2 separate regions of the Mus musculus genome follow, and region 2 is linked to region 1. Evidence: chromatin contacts called from public promoter capture Hi-C data. All regions are on one chromosome and are shown on one strand. Each heading gives the region's core, a stretch centred on a gene start, on an enhancer-like site or on the middle of the called end of the contact. The rest is flanking DNA. Distances are from core to core; before and after follow the strand shown. Region 1 holds the start of Gjc2 (gap junction protein, gamma 2). Region 2 holds the start of Nlrp3 (NLR family, pyrin domain containing 3).

The links. Capture Hi-C pulls out chosen DNA fragments and counts their contacts.
Region 2: a contact with region 1 is called in a promoter capture Hi-C map of adipose tissue. The contact joins the promoter of Nlrp3 here to the promoter of Gjc2 in region 1. A contact is called at or near these places in 2 of 39 promoter capture datasets (embryonic stem cells and neutrophils) and 1 of 9 other capture datasets (adipose tissue).

The regions. Positions count from the first base shown.
Region 1 is chr11:59,181,462-59,184,118 of GRCm38.p6, forward strand. Gjc2 (gap junction protein, gamma 2) reads right to left here and starts at 1,365. Exons shown (of 2, transcript NM_175452.4): 1 at 1,285-1,365. Guk1 (guanylate kinase 1) reads right to left here. Exons shown (of 8, transcript NM_008193.3): 8 at 2,394-2,657.
Region 2 is chr11:59,541,390-59,544,046 of GRCm38.p6, forward strand. Nlrp3 (NLR family, pyrin domain containing 3) reads left to right here and starts at 1,297. Exons shown (of 10, transcript NM_145827.4): 1 at 1,297-1,478; 2 at 1,680-2,000. The coding sequence starts at 1,724.

The DNA of each region.
Region 1 (2,657 bases), core at 115-2,614:
GCAGCACTAGAGTTTATTATGGTGATGTGTTTCATGCCAGTATGGAATGGGAAATGAGGTCCTCTGGGATCTTTTCTGTACTGTTATCTCCTCTGTTGTAAATTTAAACATGTTGAAGATGTAGGACTCTACCACAGAGTTATGGCACCCAGCAGAAACTACCAACCTCCCGCTTTGACCTGTGAGGCCTTCTTCACCAGCACCCAAGTCACATTCCTGGAAGTTCAAGAAGGCAAAACTTCAACTTCAGACTGTGGGGACCAGAAAAACAGATGGGCTAGCCTGCACCTACCTGGTGTAAGAGTCACAACCCTAAGTCTAGACAACTCCTACAGGTTGAGACTTCAGCTAAACTGCATTCCAAAAACGGAGGCACTAGCCTGAGTAGGCAACCCCCTCCCACTCTCCATGCCTTCCTTTGGCATTGCCCAGAGTACACACGTGTGCCCAATTCCTTGTAGAAAGCCCATACTCACCCTGGTCCTTGTCTCTCCAGTCCTGCCAGCCCCTCCACAGCTGAGCCAGGTTCCCCTCCCCATTTCTAGAAATCACTTCCCAGCTGGGTCCACACTGTCCCATACAGAGCCAACTCCAGCCAGCAGGCCCTCCAAAACGGATCTTCTCCAACCTCCCCGTCCTTGGACCCTGTATCTCCCCTTTTGGCTGCCCATCCTCATATCTCCCTCTCTGCAGTCCCTAGACACAGAAGGTAGGTGGGAAGGAAGCACTTAGAGTGAACTGCTGTGGCATCCCAAAGACTTCTGTGCTGGCTACCGCGCCACACTAACACAGCAGCGGTTGTGTAGGTCCAGCTGCTGAGAGGGTCTGCTTGGTAGCAGGCAAGTGGATAATGAAGTTTCTTCAGTTTGAGTAGACTGGGCCTGGTGCCCATACTGATCCCTGGGACACACTACAACTGGCTGGGGTGGACTGGCCCATCTTAAGATGGCCTGAAGGGTCTCAGCTGCTGGGGGAGGTACTGAAAATACCCTAGGCTCTCCGGTTTGTTCCCATCTCCCTCTACCATGGGTTTAGTTACCCCAAAAGAGCCACAAAGCCAGCTGAAGCCAAGCTAAAGGACACCCTGAGGGTCCCTTAATACAGCAAGACAAGATCTGGCCAGAGACTCAGTGAGTCTTCCAGGGTGGCATCTGGCACCAGCTGTGACACACCCCACAGAGCCTGAGAGGGGATGCAGGAACCTGGGAACCTCCACCTTAGCAGTAAGGAGTACAGACCAGTCAAGGCCCAGCCAGGCTGCAGCCCCAGCAGTACCCTCCCTACCTTCTCCAGGCTGGAAATGCAAACCTTCGGCTGAGCCCCTCCACCTGCCGGCTGGATGCTGATCCTCTCTAAGGGCATACTGTGGGGCTAGGGCCACCTCTCGCCACCAAGCACAATGGGGGATGGAGGAGGGGCCCTCAAGGGCTCCATTGTTCCCCCTAGGGTCTGAATCCATGATTGTCCCTGGGGGTGGAGCAGCAGGGATCTAGACAGGCCTGCTGGTCTCCCCAGCCTCCACTTGAAGTCCAGGCAGTTCTGGCTCACCCTTCTAGAGAAACATCTGCAGTTTTGGAGGCAGCCCAGGACTTCCCAGTCTCTCTGGCTACTTCTGCCTGGGTACCTGCCTGCCCTCTTCACACCCACATCCAGTTAATACCCCCAAGTCTGCCCCAGGAGCAGCCTCACCTGGAGATGCACAAGGCAGAGCTGTGGCTGACCACCGGGTGGGGGTAGCTGGCAACAACCACTGCCCTCCCTGCTGGGATTGCTCTCTTGGGCGGAGCCAGCAGCCTGGGCTGGGAGCCCAGAGGAAGAGGGAGGACAGCAGGACCAGACACTCAGAATGTCTCATCGTGGACAGGAGGGGAGGGACATCTCCCTCAGGAATGCTGCACCCTGCTACAACCTCTAGAGCTCAAAATTTGCGATCTTTACAGAAGGCCCAGGACTCTGCCTGCCTGCAGCCCTCACAGGGCTCACCTGCCCTTCCTTGGGTTGGCTGCCTATACCCAAGGCCAAGAACACACAGCACCCACAGCTCCAGGGCCAGCATTATGACCTTAGCTCTTCCCCTGCAGCTGGGCACTTTTGTTCCTGGCAAGTGGTATCTGTCCCTCTGAGTCCCCAAATGGCTCAGAAATACCTCAAAGAGACAGCAGCACTAGGTTGTCTAGGGCTGAGACGATTCCAGCCCATACTGATTGTCCCAGTTGCCTGACTCCCAGGGGAAGAAGTGAACACGAGCAACCCTAGCCAGCATTCTGATGACTAGTGGACCCTGGATGCGGGCAGGGACAAGGGCCACTAGACACCTATGCAGAGCCCCCTTAGCAGCCTTCATCTGGGCTGACCATGGAGGGGCAGAAAGCCAGAGGCCATAAGCCCAGTATGGAGGGCTGTGACACTATAATTCAGTAATTACTTTATTAAGAGGTCAGTCCCGCTCCAGCAGAAGGAACAAGGAAAGGAACACAAATAGTCCAGGGAGATTAGATATGGGTACTCTTTGGAGTCATTCAGCCAGTGAGTCAGCCCACGGTGCAGAGCCACCTTGTGGTCAGACAAAGGGTAGCTCCTTCTACTCCACAGTGGAAGTCTACTACAAGTCCTTGGTGCCCTGGCAAAGTTTCCCCCACCTCCAGGCAAATTTAGAC
Region 2 (2,657 bases), core at 47-2,546, 360 kb after region 1:
CCCGGGAATTCTGGTCTGCAGCTTAGGCTTACACTCAGAACTCTATTGCTTGGGTTTGGAAAATCCATCCAGATGAGTAACTGCCAATCCGTCTTTGACAGTGATGCAAGCTTGTTCACGTCTTGAAGCCACATCCTTCCTGTCTCCAGTGTCACAGTGACCCCTATATATTTATCTCATTTCCCCTTTATTTGTACCCAAGGCTGCTATCTGGGTGAGTACAATGTCATGGAGCAGAGTGGATAAAAGGTCCAGGGTATTTTTAATGGCATGATTTATCTTAGTCAATAGACAAGGAATTTCTTTTAGACTCATCTAACATTAAGGTATTTCTGGGATGTTCTGTTTGCTGTTACGTGGTTCATGCATGTTAGGGAGGTGTGTGTGCGCGTGAGCGCTCACAGAAGAAGCAATTATAGCTCCCTAGGACTTAAACAGCATCTACTCAGGGTGGCAGAGGGTGGACTGCCTGTGAGGGGGGGAATGTGCTGGAAGCCCAGGGGGCAGCTAATGTAAAGAGCAAATCTGTTGTGGCAGGTCTTAGCAGCAGGGGGCAGAGGGCTGAGAACTCCTGGGAAAGACTAGGAACTGAGGGGTCAAAAGTCTAGGAGGATCTGTGGAGCTGGGGCAGCAGTCAGCAAGAACACTAGAGATGACAGAAAGATGTGAGGTGCGGCAGGAGACAGGGAGAGGAGATGCAAGAGTGGACACGAGACAGGTACATCGAGCTTGGGGCACCTTCAATGTCATCTTGCTGTCACATGAATATCAATTCGGAGGCCATCACCACCTTTCAGGCACTTTCCTCTACCATCTATGGCTTCAGTCTGAGAAAGCCACTTAGTGTCTCTACCACTCAGCAGAAGGAACCTACACACCTCAGTGGAGAAACTAGATGAGAAGAGTAAAAAGAATCAGGGCAGCATCTAGGCCCAGAGTTCTGACTAAATGTGAATCACGATGCTCGTTATAGATGTGAGATGTTAAAGAGCCGTTAAAGCGATGTACGCATGTAGTCTTCCTCTTTATATGCACACAATTCCACCTGATCGGGTTCTGTCTGTCAGTGGGAAATAGAGGAACACTGAAGGGTTAGCTGTCAGCCCGTCTGGGCTGTGAGTCCTCACCTTGGTGCTCTGGGGTTATTATAGCTTATTTTCTCCTGGCTTCCTCCTTCCTTTGAAAATAAAAGCAAGAAACCAGGGCTTTCCATTAAAAGAAATCGGGAAGCAATCTCTTCTGCTTTCTCAGTGTCTGAAGGAGGAAGCTGAGGTTGAGAAACAGTGAAGGCTGTGCCCAGGTCCTAGCCTCGTCACCATGGGTTCTGGTCAGACACGAGTCCTGGTGACTTTGTATATGCGTGTTCTCTGTATACCACATCTGATTGTGTTAATGGCTTTCTTATTTTTATCTCTACAGAGGAACTTTTCTTCCATGGCTCAGGACATACGTCTGGATCAAGCTAAGAGAACTTTCTGGTAAACATTTGGCTTACTCAGTTCTTACTAAGTCAGAGATGGTGATTCATTAAAAACCTGTACCAATCTATGGGGTACCCTTAGAGGTTTCAATATTAGCATCTAGTTTCCTGTGTTTCTGATAACTTCGTTTTCTGGAAGTGGAGACTTTTAATACCATTCTTCTTTACTCCCATGGGGTTTTCATTCCTGCACTGCCAGTGTGGACCTAAGCCCCGAGACCCTCGAAAGGGCTGCTGCTGAAGATGACGAGTGTCCGTTGCAAGCTGGCTCAGTATCTAGAGGACCTTGAAGATGTGGACCTCAAGAAATTCAAAATGCATTTGGAAGATTACCCGCCCGAGAAAGGCTGTATCCCAGTCCCCAGGGGCCAGATGGAGAAGGCAGATCACTTGGATCTAGCCACACTCATGATTGACTTCAATGGCGAGGAGAAGGCCTGGGCCATGGCTGTGTGGATCTTTGCTGCGATCAACAGGCGAGACCTCTGGGAAAAAGCTAAGAAGGACCAGCCAGAGTGGAGTGAGTAAACAGAAGGGTTTTTGGTTTTGTTTGTTTGTTTGTTTGTTTCTTACAGTAAGGTACACGTGACATAAAAGGTGGAATTTTAGTAATTTTACATATATGGCTTAGCAACAAGAAAACATATGGTTGTGCAACCAACTTCTCATCTTGCACAACTGAAGCTCCCAACACACTAGATGATAAGTCCCCATTACCTAACCCCATCTCCTAGCAACCACCGCTGTTTTCTGTCCCTGTGAACTTTACCTCTATGGATTCCTCGTGCAGGTAGATTCATGGAGGGCTTGTTTCTTTTGGCTGGCTTACTTCACTTAGCATAATGTGTTCAGGTACATCAGAATTTCCTTCTTAAAAAAGGTTAATGTTGAATATTCATGTGTGTCTATTACATTGTGCTTGTCTCATCTGTGCATATCCATTTGCTATGGATAACTATGTCTATTCAACATCTTCAGTTCTCTGGTTTTGAGTTCGAGTCTCAAGTATCCCAGGCTGGCTCCAAACACAGAATCCTCTTTTCTCTGACCATGGGTTTTCCTTCTCTCCTGCAGGGGTACGGGAGGGTGAGGGTCAGAGGGAGGGGAGCAGTGTGGTTTTCTTAATTCTGTAAAAACTCCGGTCTCAGTCTTCACTCACTCGCAGGTGACTGTTGTG